Linked DNA regions of Mus musculus: region 2 is linked to region 1. The links are chromatin contacts, called in public targeted proximity ligation maps. All regions are on one chromosome and are shown on one strand. The core of a region is the stretch at or near the end of the contact, and the rest is flanking DNA. Distances in the headings are between cores, read along the strand shown. Region 1 holds the start of Arc (activity regulated cytoskeletal-associated protein). Region 2 has its middle 7.4 kb from the start of Gm39556.

The links.
Region 2: a contact with region 1 is called in a targeted proximity ligation map of regulatory T cell precursor, with 5 times the contacts expected there. A contact is called at or near these places in 1 of 484 Hi-C or Micro-C datasets (CD4 T cells) and 4 of 130 datasets of targeted methods (double positive thymocytes, embryonic stem cells, pancreatic cancer cells and 1 more).

The regions. Positions count from the first base shown.
Region 1 is chr15:74,670,368-74,675,976 of GRCm38.p6, forward strand. Arc (activity regulated cytoskeletal-associated protein) reads right to left here and starts at 2,203. Exons shown (of 3, transcript NM_018790.3): 1 at 198-2,203. The coding sequence starts at 2,005. The coding sequence ends at 815. Gm32994 (a long non-coding RNA gene) reads left to right here and starts at 2,646. Exons shown (of 5, transcript XR_003951652.1): 1 at 2,646-3,056; 2 at 4,989-5,119; 3 at 5,231-5,609.
Region 2 is chr15:74,916,263-74,921,871 of GRCm38.p6, forward strand. No RefSeq gene overlaps it. Among named protein-coding and RNA genes, the nearest start is that of Gm39556, 7.4 kb to the right of the region's middle.

The DNA.
Region 1 (5,609 bases), core at 953-3,452:
CCCCAGAACCGCCCCCACCTCAGCCCCGTCCTTGGACCGTGAAGTGCCAGTGCCCACTACAATGACACCCACTCTGATGCCACTTCACTCCACCCTTGCAACTAATTTGCTAGGGAAGCCTTGAAGGGCTCCTGGAAAGTGGACTTGGTTCTGCACGCCCCCCCCCCCCACTCTAAGATACACGGTGCAGGGCTCACCTGGGGGCCAGGAGGTGCCAGGATGTCAGGTCTGCTGCTTCAGCTGCATTTGTGGCTTCAGCTCACCCCTGGGAGGGGAGCTATGCTGCCCAAGACTGGCCGGTTGCCCTGGGCGGCAGCTAGGGTACCAGCTGGATCTGCTGTGTCTGCAGGAGTGGGCTGCATCCCCGGAAGTTGAGGTTCCCTCAGCATCTCTGCTTTAGCATCTGCCCTAGGATGTCCCCTGGGTTTTGGTGCCTACTTTTTGTTGCCTTTCAGACACTTGGTTTCTTGATTACCCAAAGAGCCCTGGACACTGGAGCAGAATGAGGAAGCCAGATCGTGTTCTGTGATGGTCTGAGAGTGTAGAGGGTGAGGCCAATGGGGCTGGGGGCCAGGACCAGGGCAGACAGATGAGGGGTAGGCGGCAGGTGGGAGCCCTATGGGAAAGGGGCTTCTTGATGTTCAGTCCATGTAGCATGGTTGTGTGGCAGTTGTGAGTCAGGCCAGGTCAGTGGGTGAGTAGATGTCTGGCTGGACAGGGCATCCCTTTGGGAGTCAGCCCCAGCTCAAGTCCTAGTTGGCAAAAGCCACAGGCTGGGTGTGGCAGGCGGGCTGGGGACCCTGGGCTGGCCCCTCTATTCAGGCTGGGTCCTGTCACTGGCTACTGACTCGCTGGTAAGAGCAGGTGTGAGTGCCTCCGTCTCATCCTCTGTGGGCAGTGGGGTGCCAGAAGGCTCAGCTGCCTGCTCCAGGCCGTCCTGCACTTCCATACCCCTCTGGATAAGCTGCTCCAGGGTCTTGGGGAGTGGGTGGCGCAGAAAGCGCTTGAGTTTGGGCTGCAGGGTGCCCACCACATACTGAATGATCTCCTCCTCCTCAGCGTCCACATACAGTGTCTGGTACAGGTCCCGCTTGCGCCAGAGGAACTGGTCGAGTGGTTCACCCTGCTTCTGCGGCAGCTCCAGCTCCCGCTGAATGGCTTCACGGGAGAGTGTACCCTCACTGTATTGCAGAAACTCCTTCTTGAACTCCACCCAGTTCTTCACCGAGCCCTGCTTGAACTCCCACCACTTCTTGGCTGGCCCATTCATGTGGTTCTGGATCTGGGACAGCCAATATTCTTCAGAGCCACCCACCTGCCGCAGGTACTCTTCCAGGTGGCTCAGGAACTCCCGTGGGTCCTCGAAGATCTGTGTATCCACACCAGGGCTCGGTTGCCCATCCTCACCTGGCCCCCAAGACTGATATTGCTGAGCCTCAACTGACTCCTGTTCAGGCAGTTCTCCTGCGGCAGGTGGCGGGGTGATGGCATAGGGGCTAACGGTATAGTCATAGCCATCAGCTTCCTGGCAGTAGGGCTCTGGACCCCCCACACCTACAGAGACAGTGTGGCGGGCCGGCTCGCTGCCCACTGGGTATTTGCCGCCCATGGACTCCAGGCGGTCAGCCCACCTCTCCAGACGGTAGAAGACCTCCCTCCACACGTGCATCTCACGCTTGACCCAGCGCTCCAGGTTGGCGATGGTCTCCTGGCAGCGGCAAAGACAGGCCTTGATGGACTTCTTCCAGCGCTGTGAGTCGCCGGTGGGCACGTAGCCGTCCAAGTTGTTCTCCAGCTTGCCCACCGACCTGTGCAACCCTTTCAGCTCTCGCTCCACCTGCTTGGACACTTCGGTCAACAGATGCCGGTGGGTCCTCCGTACGTGTTCCAGCATCTCAGCTCGGCACTTACCAATCTGCAGGATCACATTGGGTTTGGCGGCCGGCCCACCCCGCGGGGCAGGGTAGGCGTGGAGGCCGCCGGTGGTCATATGGTCCAGCTCCATCTGGTCGTCGGTGCTGCGGCTCCGAACAGGCTAAGAACTCCTCTGAGGCAGAAGCCGGAAGGGAGCAGAGCCGGCGGCTGCAGCGGCAGTGGCAGGTGTGCGGTGCCGGAGGAGCTTAGCGAGTGTGGCAGGCTCGTCGCCGCTGAAGCTAGAGAGGCCCAGAGACTGCGGCTGCGGGAGAACTCGCTTGAGCTCTGCACCGAAACCGCCACCAGCGGCTATTTATGCTGCGCGGGGCCCGTGGGCGGCAGCTCGTGGAGCCCTGGCTCCCATTGGCGGCGCCCAGGCTCCGCGCCAGAGCCCGCCCGCGCCCTCTCCTGCCGCAGGCCCCGCCTTCCGCGCCTACTCGCTCCCCTCCCGTGGGTGCCCTCAAGGACCCGCCCCTTCACAGCCCCGAGTGACTAATGTGCTCTGCTGCGCGCCTCCCACCGGGAGGGATTTTGGGGACCGGAGACACTCTCCTCTACCTAGTCCTGGGCAGCGAGGATGAGGCTAAGGCAGGTTATTACCTACTGTTTGCCCTGGGGCCTCATGATCTCTTTTCTTAGGGAGCAGCTGGACGTTACCCCTCTGAATCTTTGATGCGCCCATCCTGACTCTTGCCCATCCTGACCACACAGTATGCAACTTCAGAAGTGCCTGGTAGGAATCTCTCACTCCAAACCCTTCTATCCTCAGCTGCCTTTGGTTAGCGGGACACACACACACACACACACACACACACACACACACACACACACCTACTTCCTGCCCAACCTTGCCCCAAGAGTCATAAGTCCAAATCCTAGCCTGGTCCAATATTGTTCGGGAACTCCACTCAGGCAAGGCTTTTTCTGGACCCCTTCATAGGTTTGTGGACACTGAGTGGCCCTGTCTGTGTGTCAGTGGCTGAACAGGGCCGCAGTGCCCTGAAACAGATGTATCACTTGAACCTGTACAGACACTGGGGTAGGGCATAGGGATATCAAGATGTGTAGGCAACATTGCTGAACCCTGAAGTCCCTAGGACCCAGCCACAACTGGACCAGAAGCTTCTCAAGCCTTCCAAGAGGTTAGTCCGGAGGAAGGAGGGAGGGAGAAGGAGGAAGGAGGGGAAGGAGCCTGCAGAGGAAAGCAAGATGCCATATAAGGAATGGGGCTCCGGAAGCTGAGATTCCCTCTAGAGGGAGGCCCCTTCCGATTCCCTGGCAACAGCCAACAGCGCTGTGGTGCAGTGGGGGAGGGCATCCTTCTTGACTTACACCAAGCCAGAAACACAGGTCTAGGTCTCCCATTTCCTGATGTTACTTGGGGACATATCACTGCCCACAGCAGAAGCCTACAGGGGCCCACAGACACATGGTGCCTGCAAGAACCCCCTTTCCTCTCTGCCAGCTCCCCCTCTCTCACACTCATACATACACACTGAACACTCATACCAACCAGCACTTAGCCCACTCACACCCTTCCATGTAGACTCATGCCCCCCACTCACGGCCCTCTCTGTGGACTCATGCCCCCCACTCATGGCCTTCCACACACACACCAGTGGCCCCCACTTGTAATCCACGTGTACTCACATCTCAGCTTCTCCCACCCCACTTTTGCTCACACACCTACAGAACTCTCCTAACCTCATATCCCTCAGAGCCCCCTCCTCTGTTTTCAAGAAGCTTTGGGGAGCCCTGCCTCTCTTAGAGCCAACCTGTCCCCCCTCCCCCCCCCCTCCACACACACACCCAGGGCTTCCATCCCTGAGAGGAATGTCTTTCTGGGGGAAAAAAAACTCCCCTAAAATGGCTCTCCTGGCATTTCTAATTAGAGGTGAGTAGGCGGACACAGAAGGCAGGCAGAGGGGCATCACTGCAGGGAGGGGAAACAAGCAGAGAAATTGCTAGAATAGGGACTAACTAGAGTTTTCCTATGGGGGAATCCTGGGAGCCGGGAGCTGCAGGCCTGAGTCTGGAGGGAGCTGAAGGTTAACCAAGGTCCTACGCCATGGGGTAGGGTTGACGGGGCAACTGGACCCTGGTCTGTCTGCACACATGCCAGCAGTAGCCCTTCAGTGGCCAGAGTCAGTCTCTCTGTACCCACACGGAAGCTGGTGGACAGCCCCCTAGAGTGGGGAAGCTGAGGATGAGCAGGCTGGAGAGTGCAAGGGTGTCAACCAGCTGCACTGTGGCCAGTGACCAGGATCCCCCACCCCCTGTCCGTAGGGGGGATTGGGCACAAATGGAGAAGTTTCCGAGGCTGAAGTGCTCTGACCCTCTGACCACTGCATTTCCTATCTCCATGGAGGGCAGTCCATCCAGGCCACTGACCCCGAGACACTACTCTGAGCCCCACTGGGGTGAAAAGTCACAGGAAGCCCTGCTTCCTCCTCCGGGGTCTTCAGAAGCCACGAACACAGGAGCCCAGTGACAGGTGACAGGCACAGGCAACAGCCATAGCTCCTCTGGGAACATTTAATCGCTGCCCAATTATCGCCCCAGAAGCCCTCAGCAACTCCCTTCTCGCCCCCACACTGCAGCCTGGGGCTACATTCTGCTGCTGGAAAAGAGGCCAGGCTGGCTGGCTCCCTGCCTTCAGAGAGGGGGATTTCTAACCCACACTCTTCCAGTACCCGCCCCACTAATCCTGCCCATGCGAGGGGTAGATAGTGCCACCTTCAGCCCCCTGGAAGGCTGGGGAAGGATCAGGGCGGGGGTGGGGTAGGATGGGGGCAGTGTGGTGGGGTGGGGAGGCTGGGCCTGTTCAGGGAAAGAACATGGGGAGGAACCATGGCAAAATTACCTGAGAGATTCTAGATGAATTCTGAGGAAAAGCGCAAGTCCTCAGCAATGGGGCAGGTCTGGGTGAATCTTTAGAGCGCTAAGATCCAGGTGACCTTGGTTCCACAGCCCTGTCAGTCCTGGCCCTTTGTCCCCAGCATTCCAGATACCCTGGGCTCTGGCCTCTTAGCATTTACATTGTGGTGTTGTCATACTAAGGAGCCTTTTTTCAGGAGGAAACCTCCTCCTGAGAGGAGTCAGAGAGGTCTGGGACCAGCAAGTGTCCCTTAGCCTCCTGTCCTGCCCCGACATCTGGAACCTCTAGCACTGTTCTCCTCATCCTCTTCCCAACCCAAGACTTCTGGTGAGTACACAATTCTTGACAGTAATCACATATGTCCCTGTCCCCACCACCTTGGCTCCCAGAGGCATGGGGGCTTTAGAGTCCCTTAAGTCTCCTCCTTGTGCTTCATAGGATATCTTCGAAGTCCCTTCATGGCCACTGTGGGGCACAGCTGTCCCCGGCTAGATGGTCTTCCCAGCAGATGTTTTCTCTAAGGCTGAACAGTCAACATCCGTGAGTAACAAGGGTAAGTAAGCTCCTTCAAGGACACAGCTCACGGCCATCCCCGTACCTGCACACAAAGGCACACACAAGCATGTGCTCATACCCGTGAACATACACACACACACAAGTACCTTGATCATCCCCCACCCTGTGATATGGGTTAAGGGACCCCATTCCTCATGAAGACAGAATCCAGGGCAGCAGAGGTGGATGCAGCAGGGACCTGGTTGGACTTCCTGCTCTCATCTGCCCACAGACTTGCCATCTGTGTGGACGCAGGAGAAAG
Region 2 (5,609 bases), core at 1,104-3,603, 250 kb after region 1:
CACTGTCCCCTCTGAGGTACCAGCAGTGCGCAGCTCAGACTGTTCTTCCAGAGAACTTTCTGTGGGAGTGTTCAGCCTTTCCCAAGCCCTCTGCATGTCTCAGCCAACAATGGAGTAGGGCAGGCACCAGATATGGCCACTAGACAGAACCCCAAGAACCTTCTGCCCCTTTTACTATGTGGGGCAAGTAAAGCAGCCCTTGGCAGACCTTACATCTACAGAGGCCTCAATCTGGTGCCAATCCAGAACTTAGCACCATCAGCTCCTATTGGTTATCTGCTACCCAGTCTTAAAGACTGAAGACTGGGCAAACTGGTGTCAGGAATGGTGTGGGGCTGTGACAGATGTTGCATACGTGGGAACAAGATGATGGACAGACTAGAATTCTGAGCAACAGCAGTAATCCCATCCTTCTGGAGATTGAGGCAGGAGGATGCTCAGCTTGAGGTCAGCCTGAGCAATAGAATGAATTCAGGGAGACAGAGTTAAAGGCAGAGACAGAGAGTTTTAATCTCTGTCTCTTTAGTCCATGAAACATATTAAAGTAGTAAGGCAGACTATTGAAGACCATCCTAACAAGTGCCCACCCTTGTGGGATTGTAGGTGGGGTATTGGTCTCAATTCTCAATTCAACATGAACTAATAGTGGTTTAGAGCCAAGGGATAGAAGACTTGGTGGATGAAAAACCTAAAAAAGAAAACATCAGAATGCAGAGGACACTGGCAAGCCAGGGTCCCTAGATGTCACCTGAAGGATGCAGATGAGGAACCTGCTCAGATATGGTGTGGAGTCTCTTTTTTTTTAAGATTTATTTATTTATTATATGTAAGTACACTGTAGCTGTCTTCAGACACTCCAGAAGAGGGAGTCAGATCTCGTTACGGATGGTTTTGAGCCACCATGTGGTTGCTGGGATTTGAACTCCAGACCTTTGGAAGAGCAGTCGGGTGCTCTTACCCACTGAGCCATCTCACCAGCCCAGGTGTGGAGTCTCTTAATAAACTTACATAGCAGAGTCCAGAGGAAGAACCCAAAAGAGCCCAGGTTTCCGAGCCAAACTATAATATATGGTTAAACCATGAGTCTTTGTCACCTTAAAGGTGATTCCTGTAAGGACTCAGCAAGAAAGGAGACAGAGATCATGGCATGGCCATGGTTGCATGGCTGGGAAATGTCAGCCAATCCTCTGAGGAGCTGCAGAGTGAAGGGGGACGCGGCTGGGAACTGGAGGAGCCACTGCCCTCATTAGAACGTGGAGAAGAGCTTGGTCTAACTCTGTTCCTATCCCAATATTTTTAGAACTTGCAAGTGAAGAATTAGATATTCAGCTGAAGGCATAACTGAGCACTGTGTGGCAGGCATGGACTGATGCTTTTGAAAGCTTAGAGCAGACTGGAGAAAGAAAAAAAAAAGGATTCCAAAGTAGAATTTTTAATCAAAAGAAGAGAAGTGTAAAAATGTACAAAATTCTCCACCTACTCATTAAAGAAATGGGAAAAGTTGCTCAGGGAGAGCAAAAGTGTGGAGCCCGATGGTCTTGCTACAGTCAGGAACCATCCATTCCCAAGAAGGAAGAATGATCACAAAAGTATCGGCAAGATCACCCAACAGCCCCTCTGTCACAGGCCTGCAGTTTCCGGGGGCCTTAGAGACAAATTTATTTCAGGTGTTGGGGAGGGAAGGGAACAGGGGTGCTGTCGCTTGCTCAATCCCATATCACACAGCTAGCTTCCCACTCCACCACTTCACTCCTCAGCGGCCTATGTAGTCTTCCCCAAGCCTCAGTGCTATAATGGCATAGCTGTATGTCTGCCTACACTGCAGAGGGTCCCTGTGAGCTTTTAAAGCTAGGCAGACCCACTGTGGGAACCAGTCCAGATTGTCCCAGATACTACAGTTCCCCACAGAACTGGACGGGGCTGTGTGTCTTGCTCCTTACACAATACCTGAATGTGGACAGCGTGGTCCTCAGGCATGGATAGACCTGCTGAAGGCACACCCTCCCCCACTGGGGGCCATGCAGCAAGATCACGGACAGAATTCTTGGAAACATCCCGGACACCTTCCCTTGCCTCAGACTTCAACAATCCTACAATAATCACAACAGGATACTGGTATACCAAGCCTGCTGCCCAGTTTCGTGCTTCACCGGGAAGAGATCCAAGGCTGAGTAAAACAAAGTAAGCTCGGTGTTACACCCTTTAGGAATTTCAGGTCCATTTTATCTGCCAATTAAAAAGTTTAAAGATGGGGGGTCGGGCAGGGCTCGTGGATCCCAGACACAGTAGACAGCAACAGGCACAGGGAAAGTACCTACCAAGCAGCCAGGGGATTCCAAAACTGAAACCCAGTCCTCTGAGAGGTCTTGGGTTTTTTTTTTTTTTTAAGTGGTTTTGGTGGTACAGAGTGGAGGCATATTCTACAACACTGCCACTTCTCGTTTTCTTTCTGCCTCCTTCTCCGTAGTGTTCTCGGAGCTGAGTGGAGTGCTCAGCACTTACTTGCTACCAGCACTTCAACCCGTTAGGACTGTGCTGCTCTGGGGAATGGAGGTTTTGATCAACAGCCCCTGGGCTGAGGGGAAACCCTTCCTCCATTTCCTACCTCTAGCCAGAGCTTGACTGAGATCCTGTGTATGGCAGGCCAGACTCCTGCAACACCCCCCAACTTCTTACACAAAGTTTCCCTTTGTTATTGTTATCATGAGTTTTGAGTGCTTTTAAGGGCCTTATGGGGCTAAAAGAGTGGATCAGCAGTCAAAGAGCTCTGGACGCTCTTCCAGAGGACCTGACTCTGATTCCCGGCACCCACATGACGGCTCACAACCCTCCTGTTCCAGGAGATCCAACGCTTTCCTCTGACCGGTGTTGGATACAGCATGTATGTGGTGCACAAGCCATACATGCAGGCAAAACACCCATACACATAAAGATAAAAATGGAACATTTTTAGCTGTAGCCCAGTGGCTGAGCACTTGCCTAGCGTGTTCTAGTATCTGACTATAGACACAACACCTCAGAAGAGAGGAGAAGACTGGGGTGGGGAGAAGGGAGCTACTTCTCTTGACAGCTTTTTGCCCAAAATAACAGCCTCAAGATTCCCTCTTACTGGCCCTTGGTCCTGTGAAGGCTCTATGCCCCAGTATAGGGGAATGCTAGGACCAGGAATGGGAGTGGGTGGGCTGGGGAGCAGGGGGGAGGGGATAGGGGATTTTCTGAGGGGAAACTAGGAAAGGGGATAACATTTGAAATGTAAACAAAGAAAATATCTAATTAAAAAAAAGATTCCCTCTTACTTTCTAATTCAAATGACATTTTAAAAATGCTGCAGGCAAGATAATACCCATAGTTCCCTTGGTTCCTCTGCCCTCTACTGGTGAGGTCTCACCCTTGAAAACTTTCCCTTCCCACCAAAGTCTGAGTGTGCACACAGGACACTCCCACAGGAACGGGCGTGTGCATTCTGGTCTCCCCCAGCAGGAGGGGAATCCTGTTGGTCTGCATGGGATAGAGTGGTGACTTCACAGACAAATCCCTGTTCTAAAAATGTGATGAGGCCAAGAAAGAGAGAAAGCCAACAAAGCGGCTGGAGGTGCCCTTGCTGGCTGAGCACGGCCTGCAGGGAGGGGCCCACGGGTTCCAATCACACCCGGTAGAGCCCATGTTGCAAGTGATGGGGCCCTATCCCTGCTGCCTTAGTTAGGGTTACTTTCCCTGTGAGAAAGCACCATGACGAAAAGCAGCTTGGGGAAGGGAAAGTGAAGGGACTGAGGTAGCAGAATAAGCTCCATTTTGTTGAAGACTCCATTCTAAGTTAATTTGCCCTTAGAGAGGCATGGCCACTACCCTGTGAGGTCTGAGAAAAAGCATGAAATGTCCCTGGCAGTTGCAAAATAGACACAGCAGCTGCAGCGAGCTGATAACAAGAGAGTGGACTAAGAAAACATAAATCAGCTGGGCAGTGATGGCATATGCCTTTAATCCCAGCACTTGGGAAGCAGACGGATTTCTGAGTTCGAGGCCAGCCTGGTCTACAGAGTGAGTTACAGGACAGCCAGGGCTACACAGAGAAACCCTGTCTTGAAAAAAAAAAACAAAACAAAACAACAAACAAACAAGAAAGAAAGGAAGGAAGGAAGGAAGGAAGGAAGGAAGGAAGGAAGGAAGCATAAGTCTTTCCTAGGTCAAGATGCTCCTTTTGGAAGTGTGGTCGCTCCTTGTGGTATAACCAGGGTGCTGTAAAACAATTAGCTTCAAGACCAACATTCCTTTACCCTCTCATATAACGACAAGGCTTAGAAACCCCTGCCTGCAGCTTTTCCCTGTATAAACCCCCTTCACCTACACCTCGGGGCCCATTCTCCTATCCCGTTACATCAGGAAGGTGTGTGGCCCAAGTTCAAGCTTGAATAAAGACTTACATGTGCTTGCATGGGAGTTATGGTTCCAGGTGGTCTCTGGGGTTTTCCTAGTCTGGGTACCACAAAAGACACACTTCACTTCAGCTTCCCCATCATTGTCTGCCATTAATGGAAGTCTGGGCAGAAATTGAACCAGTAATTTGTTTCTCTTCCTGTTGCGGTTATGCAAAATAAATCTTTCACTTCTCATTATTACTTGTCGTTTTAGTGGTGTGGGAGTCAAGGCCTAGGCTCTGTCTCTAACGGCACCTACCACAGAGGGAGCATAGGAAGAAATCAGTGAGAAGATAGATTCAGGAGGAAGCCAGAGATAGAGGGCTCAGGGGCACAAACCCCAGGGGCTCATTGCCTTCATTCAGTCTTCTACCTCCTACCATCTCCCATTGATTAAATCAGAACCCTCAGGATCTAACTGTTTACAAACGCCTCACCTTGAGTTTTACTAACCTGCCAGGTATTTCCTGACCTAATCTAGTTGACAACCATCAGGCACCCTAAAATCTGTTTGGGAGAAGAGTTTCCATGTGGGTATTCATTTGTGGATCTGAGGAACCATTTACTGGATAATTGTGCTATCCAGATAGTTGGAGCTGGACCTCTGGGATGACTCAGCAGATGAAGGCACTTGCCTAGCAAGCCTGAAGATGTCGATGCCATTCCAGTAACCCACCGAAAGGTGAAAGAACAGAGTTAAGCCCGCAGAGCTGTCCTCCTAGCCAATGTTGGGATAGACACCGAGCTTCGTACGTGATGAACCGTGACCACAGTGGAGGTGTGGGGGTTGGGGAGACAGTAGAAACAGCACAATAACTTGGCAGAGTTGGAGTTTTCCTGTTTCCTTCCACAGTGGCTTGCTATTCCCCACCCCTTCTGCACCCCCACATCCACTGAATATCCCATCAGCTGTGCCTTCTGCCCCACTGGGAGCAACTTCAAGAAGCTCTGACTGCAATATCCTGAGTTCCACCCTTCTTTCTCCTGTGGCCCTAGGCTGAGAGAAGGCAAGAGCCATGCAGTGTGACTCACAACCCTGGCATCTACTAATCATAGTCCTAGGGAATATTTTATCATCCGTCCCTACTATGTGGAGGGTTTGTTTCTCTGTGTTTCTTATATTTACCTTATACCCAATTGCCAAACATGTCTTCCTGGTTCCAAGAGTCTAGTAAACAGCTCTGGGGCCTTTCC